Linked DNA regions of Mus musculus: region 2 is linked to region 1. A link is a contact called in public promoter capture Hi-C data. All regions are on one chromosome and are shown on one strand. Each heading gives the region's core, a stretch centred on a gene start, on an enhancer-like site or on the middle of the called end of the contact. The rest is flanking DNA. Distances are from core to core; before and after follow the strand shown.

Region 1 (4,956 bases), core at 1,180-3,679:
TAAAAAATAACAATAATACTTAATATTAAGATGGAGAATGAATGAAGACACCCAGCTGAGCTCTGCTCCTCACATGTATGGAGAAGTCACCCTTCCAAGAGTTCAAATATTTAGTTTAAATCGTATTTAAAGTTGACTGTCGTTCTCTTACCACATTCTATACCCAGTTCTTTACTCGGTGGGCTAAGGGGCTTTGTGCTTGAAATCTGAAAAATCAATACCACAGGTAACTCTCCTCCTTCCTAGGATCTCACACATATAAAGTTTCTGAAGTTTCGCCTTCCCCCTCTGTATATGGGAGTCACATTATTACCAACTACAGCCACTGCAGAGGAACACTACCAAAATTACATGAGAGAAGACACAGGAAATCATTCTTAAACAGCAAAGTACTATATAAAAACTGGTTGCTATGTATAAAACTTTAGGTGGGATCCTGAATAAAACAGGCTGAGAGGAGAATTTTCTTCCATATGAAGAGAGCAATCAGAACAATATTAAGCTATTAACTAAGTATATTTAAGGAAGGGGCTTAATGTAAACTTGAATTATTATTTAAAAGTGGTTTTGTTTTTGAGGGTTGGGGGGAGTGTTATTGTTTGATTGGTTGGTTTTTTGAGACAAGGTTTCTCAAAAAAGGTTTCTCCCCTGTCCATCCTGGAACTCACTCTATAGACCAGGCTGGCCTCAATCTCAGAGATCTGATTGCTTCTGTCTCCGATGTTCTGGGATTAAAGGCATGGTCATCACCACCCGACAAAAAGTTGAATCTTATGTGCACTCATTCAGGTTGCACATACAGCAAAGGAAAACTAAGAAAGAGAGCTGTGAGCTGTGGATGTAGCTCTGTCGGTAGAGTTCTTGCCTGGCTTGATCCTCAGCACTGCCCAGACTTTGCAGTCCCAGCACTGGGGACATAGAGGCAGATGGATCAGCTACATGGAGAGTTCTAAGTCAACCTGAACTACATGAGCATCTGTGTGGTTGTTTTTTAAAAATAAAATAAAATAAAATAAAATAAAAATAAAAGAGAGGTGAAGGAAGAGGAAGAGGAAAAAGGAAGGAAAAAAGAAAGAAAGAAAAGAGAGAAAGAAAAGAGAGAAGGAAAGAAAGAGAAGAGACGAGAAGAGAAAAGAGTGGGTGCCCAGGTCTCAGCTCACCAAAATAACTGGCGAAGTTCAAATGGGGAGAGAGGGTGGAGTTATGACAGTCAGTATACAGAGAATATTGTTGCATAAGTGAGAGAAATCAAGGCGTTATTATTAAGCACAAGAACTCTCAGATTACCTGTAACTCGTATATATAGTCATTTCTTTTTTCGAAGGTTACCATTTCTACAGACAGATTCAGAAATAAAGTTGAAAGCCTACTCCATAAGTCCTAGACAGAAATAATTCTGTCCCTGACTGAAGTAGTGCTGCTGTAGAGAAAATGAGACACCCATAACAATGAGGTCAAGGGTGTTCTAAGGGTGGCCTGGAGAAGACACAAATCACACATCAGCAAAACAAGTGGCGTTTCAAAAAAGCTGCCTGTCTCCATCCACTAGTGGGGTTTCCCTTTAATTGACCCTAAGACATTTTAATAACTAGGCCACGCAAATAGAAAGTTGAATTTTCTGAAAGGGGAGCAGGCTAATGACAGTGTGAGTGGCATGAGGTACAGGCACAGGAGAGAAGTAAAGATGACTAATCTATAAAGATAACACCAAGGACCAAATCATCAGTCACCATGACAACCCAAGTAGGTGGAGGGAAATACAAACACTGACCAGTCACCCGGGTGACACCAGTCCTTCAAGTAAAGACCCACACCCTGGTTATGAGTGGAAGAGGGTGGCCAAGAATGTGAGTTGACTGAAGTGGCATGGTCTTTGCAAGAGGGCTTTGCGGTGACACTATATATACTCTTGGTGAGGCAACTCACCGGGGTCACAAGCTTGCAGGTCAAAGACCCCACACAACAGAAAGAGAAGTCCTACCTGGTGCAGGGCTGTCAAGCCGTCCACGTTGACCGTGTTGATGTCCGCACCTCTTGCCAGAAGCTTTTTCACCTCGTCCGTGTCCCCGCTGGAGCAGGCAGCTAGAAAGACCGCACCGTCTTCGAAGCGGACCCTGGGGCTCCCGCGTCTGGTCTGCAGCTGGCGCCCCGCGCCCTGTCGCTCCGCGGGCTCCTGCTCTGTCAGCGAGCCTCGCCAGCGCCGCAGCTGCTCAGCCCGCCGCGCTCGCGCCGACTCTGCTCGCTTCCCTCCCAGGTGCTCCAGCTCCGCCATTGCTCGAGCTTCCGCAGCTGCTGCCAAAAGTACCACCACAAGACTGTTGGTAGCCCTGTGTGGCCACTGCCGCCTCCCTCGGAGGGCTTCAGCCAGGGAATGAAGGCGGAGGCCCCCGCGCCGCCATCTTTACTCCTCCCGCTAGTAGCACCGCCCACATGCTCCCTTAGCTTCAGCACGCACGCGCTGCCCAACCCCGCGTCAGTACGGGACTTGTAGTAGGAGACCTGCCCTGAGGGCGCACTGGAGCCCTACGGGAACTACACATCCCTGGATGCATTACAAACCAGTCAAGGACAAGCTGCACCCTCCTCCGAGGGGGAATCTAGCACCTATGCCTGGAAGAAGCTGCAACTGTCTCCCAGACCGGTGGCATCCTCTTTCTCTAAGCATTTTGGGAATCGTAGTTTTTTTTATTGCTGCGATCACTAAGCTGAACTCCCTCCCTAATAGTCACTTAACACTTCAAGAGTGGAAAAAGCAGCAGTAATTACCCTTATTTTCTAGAAAAGAAGACTAAACATGAAGTAACAGAAGGATGATATTTCATGTCCTGTTTTTTTTTACATCTAGTTTTATTAACATGTATTAGTTATGAACGTGCATGGAGAAAAGTATGCATACACATACAGTATTATAGTTTTACATAAATTATTTTCAATATGACATTCACTCCAGGTCCAAAAAGATTCCTGACTGTTGAAATTTTTCATTTCACAAATTTCACACACACACACACACAAAATGTGAACACGATTAGGTCATCAGAAAAAAGAACTTTTATTATTTCCTAACAAATGAACACTTGCCCGTTGCTCATTTTCTATTGGAATAAACTAGGAATCAAATGTTGAAGAAATAAGTAATGCCAGGCAACTCACACCTGTAACCCCTGCACCCAGGTTGCCAGGAGTTTTAGAGCAACCTGGACTACACTGTGAGTTCAAGGTTAGCCTGGGCTACAGAGTGAAACCTGTCAAATCTATTCCCCTGTGAAAAACAAACCACAAAAGGCAAGACATTCAACGTCATCCTTTGCTGCATAGGCAGTTCCCGGTGGCCTGGACGACGTGACACTTAGTCTCAATAAAACAAAAGCTCTTTAACAAGTAATGAGATTTTCTTGGTAATTTGTCAACATGGAACCTCTTCTTATTAATAATTAAAATTACCCAAGTTCTCAAATAGAACTCTGCCAAATTGATAAGAGAGATATTGATACCAAGATAACGTAGGAACCAGGCATGGTGACACGCACCTGTTATCTTGGAGGATCAAGAGTCTGAGACCAGGCTGGCAAGATGGCTCAGCAGTTAAGAGCAATGACTGCTCCTCTGAAGGTCCTGATTTCAAATCCCAGCAACTACATGGGTTGACATGTCGACAAATTACCAAGAAAATCTCATTACTTGTTAAAAAGCTTTTGTTTTATTGAGACTAAGTGTCACGTCATCCAGGCCAGCCAGGAACTGCCTATGCAGCAAAGGATGACTTTGAACCAGATAGCTCACAACCATCTGTAATGAGATCTGATGCCCTCTTCTGGTGTGTCTGAAGACAGCTACAGTGTACTTACATATAGTAAAATAAATCTTGAGAGAGAGAGAGAGAGAGAGAGAGAGAGAGAGAGACCAGCCAAAGCAGCAGAAGGAGACTGCCTCAAATACAAACACATAGAGAAACTAGGAGAGATGATGTAGCCGTGAGCTTCTTGCAGCCCTCCTGCCCTGGTTTAATAGCACGGCCCTGGTAAACAACAGCCACTCAGTTTTGCATTTCACTGCTGCATCCTACTTTGCCAATAGACTGGCTTCTAGTAAGACCTTTTAAAGTAGGATAAAATTTTCAGGGACCAATAATGTTACACCTTGTGGGACTATGTTCTGTTTTGTTTGGTTTGAGATGGAGTCTCATTTACTCAGGCTGGTCAAAGATGAATGTGAGATCCTGATCCTCCTGCTTCCACTTCCCGTGGTTTGACTCTGTTCTTTTTGTATATTCTCTCTCTCTCTCTCTCTCTCTCTCTCTCTCTCTCTCTCTCTCTCTCTCTCTCTCTCTCTCTCTCTCCCTTCCTCCCTTCCCCTCTCCCTTCCTCCCTCCTCCCCCCTCTGTCCTTTCTTTCATTCTTTATTTAAATTACTGTTTTTTGAGAATGGTTCTCTACTGTTTAGGTTGTCAAGAACCCCATGATATTCCTCCCACTTTGGCCTCCCAAGGGCCAGGAATAAGCCACCATATTTTGTTTTGTTTTTTTATAAGCTTAAAATTTAACAATAACTCAGTCTTGGGGCTGGGGATGTACCTTAGTTTTCAGAATGATGGTCTGACATAAACCAGTCAAAAACATTTGTCTGTGGGCTGGAGAGGTGGCTCAGGGGTTAAGAGCACTGACTGCTCTGCCAGAGGTCCTGAGTTCAAATCCCAGCAACCACATAGTGGCTCACAACCATCTGTAATGGGATCCGAGGCACTCTTCTGGTGTGTCTGAAGACACCTGCAATGTATTCGTGTATATATAAGGAATAAATAAATCTTTTAAAAAGTTTTTGTCTGTAATTATAGCACTCTGAACGTGGGAGCAAATGGATCAGAAATTCAAAGCTATCTTTCTGTAGGGGGGTTGAGGCCACCCTATCAACGTGCTGGGGCAGGGCCCTGGCAATACATGAATCTTTACATTTTTT
Region 2 (4,956 bases), core at 779-3,278, 720 kb before region 1:
ACTAGCCCTCTGGGCTCAGCAGGACAGCGCGGAGGGTGGAGTTGGCTGGTACAGAAACATTTGCCGAACAAGTGAGCTAAACAGTGCCTTCTGGAAGCCAGCTTGGTCTGGTCCGAGAAGCAGCAGCACCCTGGGTCCTGGTGTGCCACCCTCTGCATGTCCTCATCTCTCTCCTGAAGCTTTTCTCTCCTCCTTTCCCAGTCCGGTGGAACCCAGATCATTCACAAGCCTATACTGGCTGTCCCTTGTCTTGCCAGCCCTTCCAAATGTTCCAGTCCCACTCCAGGCCCGACCTCACCTGCTCCCTCAGACTCTCTGGTTGCAGAGGCTCCAGGTCCCTGCACTGAGGTCATGGGCACTGTCAGGATGGTAATTCTCTGACACCCAGCCCCTCCTGTTTCTCTCACTGCAGCTCTGCTGAACATCCCCATACAGAGCCCAGGAAGGCACTTTGGGCTGGGATCCAAATGCCCGGAGAATACCTGGCTGACTAGGAGGCTTATGTGTGCTGACTTTCATCTTCTCTTGCTCATCCCCAAGCCCCACACAGGGTTGCACAGAGTACCTTGGGCTGCTATGAACTCACCGGAGAGGGATCTTGACTCGGAGGTACCGATCCACAGCAATAGCAAGCAGAGCCAGGATGGAGCTCTGGGTGAGGATGAGGACAGGACAGGCCACCATGAGGCAGGTGTGGAAGTAGGTCTGTGGCCCAATGTTGATAAGGATGGCCAGTGGGATGACCAGGGCGCCAACAGCCACATCAGCTACCGCCAGGGATACGATGAAGCAGAAGGTAGCATCGCGAAGTGCCTGGTTCACCTTCACAGCCCAAATCACCAGTACATTTCCGGGCACAGAGACCAAGGCAATGAGCACCTCGATGCCAATGTAGGCAGCCTGGAAGGCCGAGATGTACGGCGGCATGGTGGGCAGGAGCTGGGCACATCAGCAGACAGGCGCCCTGGGGCGCGAGGCCAGCACCTGTGGTCAGGAAGCCTGCGGTGGGGATGCCAGCCTGGGAAGGAGGGGGACATAGGCAGCCCTGCGAAGATGTGCCCCAGTAAAGTGATGCAGTGCCTGCCCAAGCTGGCCAGACACTCAGGCTCACTATCTGCTTAACCTCTGTCCCCTCCCCTTGTCCTTAGAGGTTCCATTCAGCAACTTAAAATAGCAGCACTCACTCCACCACTGGTTTTTGTATCAGGTGTGAGGTGGCTCCCTGTACACTTACTCCACAAGGATCCCCTGTGAATCCACAGTGCCCACAGGTGTCCGCCGACCCGGAGGCAAGGAGCTCACCATCCTGCCTGCCAACCGGTAGGGGGTCCCAAAGGCGTTGCCCTAAGTTCCCCGGGCGGCTTTCCGGAGCCGCGCCGGGCAGGGTTGGGTTCTGGGCACCGCGCGCGCATCGGCTCATCGTTCTCCAGGCTCCCGCCGCTGCGCTCCCAGCCCGGCCTTTCAAGCAATCACATGGTGTGGCAGAGGCTCAGCCCCGGACGCCTTTAAAGAGGTAGTGCCCCTGTTTCGTACCTGGGACTGGATGGCAGGCGTGATTCTGAGGGACTAAGCCCAGGACCTGGCGGGTCCACCGGCTCCCATTCCCCGCGTGCGCGCACGCCTACCCTGTGCCCACCCACCTGGGACGCCGCTGGTGCCCGATTCTTAACAGAAGCCTGGTCCAGCTCCAGCTCTGCCCAGAATCCTTACCCATCGACTGCCCCAAGGGGGACACCCCAGTCATTTCATCCACCCCTTTCCTGCACACTCATGATGCACGAACTGAGCCACAGACTTACCCAAGGTCACACCAAAGCTGGCAGAGCGCCTGGCCACCTGAACTGTCTAGCCAAGTATCCCCAGACCTCAAAACCTTGGGCAGTCGCTCCCTCAGAGGATGCCAGGGGAACCCAGGGCTAGCCAGTTATGTCCAAGGGGTGGTAGCCAGCCGAGACTCCACTCTGGCGCCGGCGCCTTCGTCGCCCCCGGCGCGGGAGCTGAGTGACAATCGGGCTCCGCACACCGGGAGGGGGAGGGGGCGGGGGCGGGGGCGGCGGCGGCACCCGCGGGCCCCTCCCTCGTCGCCCTCCGTCTCCTCCCCTACCCCCTCCTCTAAACAAAGGAAGTGATTCAGTGTGAGAAAAGCTGGGAAAACGTGAGCGTCTCGAATGGTGTGATGTATGGATCCGGCCTCGGGACAGGGACAGTACCGAGGTGCCGATTCCCGTGTTCCCTCTTTCCCTTACTCCCTCCCTCCCTTCTCAATGCAGCAGGCGGACAGCCCAAGCCCTAATCACCTGCGGGACTCAAGAGGGCCCCTCTCTGGTCTCCCACCGCCACCAACCATTGGCATCTGGGCGCCTCCCCTAATCTTAAAACCTACTCTCTTCAGGAAAGCAGTCCCAGCACTGTCAGGAGCGCACAGGCTTCCCGCACACACGTTACTTTGCAGGCAGTCTCCTGAGTCATAGCCCTTTCTCATCCATCGCTCAGAGTGCTTTTCAGGCTCTTCGTAATTTCCATTTTGCAGATGAGGATGCTGAGGCTCAGAGAAATGACCCCCACTGTCAGTGTTACACTACTATGCTCCTTCCCCTCCCCCTCCTCCTCCTTCTCCTTCTCCTTTCTGCCCCAGCACCTAAGACTACACAGTATCTAGTCCAATCCCTTGTGCTCCAGAAAAAGATTCAGGCTGGGAAATGAAAGGAACTTGCCAAAGACTAACACACTGAAGCACCAGCACAGTGCCCTTCCCACAGTGCCCTCCCCACCTCGCCCTCCCCCACAGTGTCCCTGGCCCTCACTTCATCACTGGCTCACGCACAGCCCCAAGCCTTCCCTCTCAGTGCCTTATAGAGAGATCCCACCCTGAGAAATCCTGTTTGTTGGTCAAGGGTCTGCACTGTACAGTAGCTGGGTGAGTCAGGCTAGGGGAAACCCTACAACCTGCTGCCCCCTTGCTGGATCCCAGCTGAGGAGAAGGGCTCTGCCCACAGGAGGGAGAGCAACTTCTGCTGGGGTGTGCTGCAGGAGCACAGGAAGGAGCAGTTTCCTCTGGAACCTGGGTGGCTGGGAGGAAGGGTGGGAGCTATTCGGTTTTCTCCAGAGAAAGAAGCCCAATGAGGGGAGGACACTTCCAGGAGACCCAGGGCTTCACTTCCACTTCCACCCTCAGACAACAGGGGACTGTGAGTTTGATGACAAAAGATCAGCTCATCCATGACAGGCATCCTTCCTGCCTACCTCCCATTCCTCCCTACTCCTAAGAGCAAGCTGCCATCCTGCCCCTGCCCATACCATGCGACATGAGGCTGAGATCTGCATGGCATCTGTGCCTCTTGGCTCTTTCTTTCCTTGACTCAGGGCCTTTAAGGCATAAAGCCTTTCACATAATTAATTTTAATTTTTTAAGACAAAGACTTGCTATGTAGCTCAGGTTGGCCTCGAACTCAGTCATTTTAGCTGTCTCATTCCAATACTGGAATGATAGACACAATCCAGCACGGTGTTAGGCAAAGTGAGTTTTTCGTTGGTTGGTTGGTTGGTTGGTTGGCTTGGTGCTGAGGAATGGAACTCAGGACTCTTGTGTGCTAGCCTTGCATTCTGCAGCTGAATTATATCTGTGATCCTCTTTTAAGTCTTGATTTGCTTCTTGTCAGCCCTATGGCAAGTTCACCATGGGGCCAGCCAGTGGCCTCAGGGAGAGGAGGACACTGTGGGAGGACCAAGGCTGAGCAGGAAGACCCAAGGGACTGGATGGACCCTGTGCCAAACGTGATTGCTGTTTTTCACACATGCCCCGACCCCTGACTAGATGAACCTCCTACCATGGCCATTTGACTCCCTACACACAGCACACGCACACGAATTTCGCTGCCTCCAGCAGAGTCCTAGTCTGATGGCAGCTCCATCAGGAATGATACCTAGAAGGTATGGGATCCGCACAGGCTGGTTGAAGGAGAGTTTGATACAGAGTGCTTATAAAAGGACAAGCAAGAGGCCAACAAGGTAGAGGTTGGGTGAATGAGTTTATTGCTGAGCCGGACAACCTGAGATCAATCCTCAAGTTCCACAATATGGAAGAGGAGAACTGTCTGTCAAGGGCTGTCTGTCTCCTGACCTCCATATGTGCACTGTGGCACTCCCACACACATAGACACATGCACTAAATAAATAAAATGTAATAGACTTAAAAAAAAAAAAAAAAGCAGGCAGTGCCAGGCCAATGGGGAGAAGGGGAGGAAAGGAGAGTCCAAAGTTCAAAATGCTGAAATCTGCCCCGTGCTGATAGTGGAGCTATGTTGGGACCAAATCCCACAGGTACCAGGCTTGAGCGCTCTTAAAGGTACCCAAAAGAAAAGCTTTTTACTAAGCATGTGACTCTGAGGCAAAATGATGTCACAGGAAATGAAAAGACCCCAAGGCCTGCTCTCTGCACAATTTCCTCTCAGCCTTGTCTTTTGCCTTCCAAGACCCCTGTCTCTGATTTCTCTGCTGGTACCCTTAGTTCTCCACAGTGGGCCTGAGGAATGTGGAAGAGAGGACAGAGGTGGAAACACACTGGGGTAGCCCTGTTCAGCAGTCCTGAGCCTTCACCTTTCCAGAGGCCTCCACATTGTCCCCAAACTCCCCAGGAGCCTGCCCACCCCTTTGAGCCCCAATGAGGAGAGAATGGCTGGGTGTCAAGGTTTGGGTCCATTCCTAGAGAACAGAAGAGGTCTTAAGATTCTCCTCTGAAGCTAGGCATGACAGTACATGCCTGTTTTCTCAGCTCTAAGAAGGCATAGGCAGGAGGTTCAGGAGTTCAAGACCAGCCTGGGTTATACCTTGAGTTTCCGGCCAGCCTGAGCTACATAATGAGACCCTGCCTCAACCAAACTAAAAACCTCGTCTGAGCCTGGGGGTTTAGTCCAATAGATAGTAAAGTGCTGGCTTAGAATGCAGGCAGTCCTCCGT

Evidence for each region. Promoter capture Hi-C pulls out the DNA fragments that hold promoters and counts their contacts.
Region 2: a contact with region 1 is called in a promoter capture Hi-C map of liver. The contact joins the promoter of Adora1 here to the promoter of Ppp1r12b in region 1. A contact is called at or near these places in 3 of 39 promoter capture datasets (cranial neural crest, liver and stem cell-derived epiblast-like cells).

The regions. Positions count from the first base shown.
Region 1 is chr1:134,953,511-134,958,466 of GRCm38.p6, forward strand. Ppp1r12b (protein phosphatase 1, regulatory subunit 12B) reads right to left here and starts at 2,430. Exons shown (of 24, transcript NM_001368827.1): 1 at 1,982-2,430. The coding sequence starts at 2,272.
Region 2 is chr1:134,233,429-134,238,384 of GRCm38.p6, forward strand. It overlaps Adora1 (adenosine A1 receptor), which reads right to left and starts at 2,029. Exons shown (of 2, transcript NM_001008533.3): 1 at 587-2,029. The coding sequence starts at 927.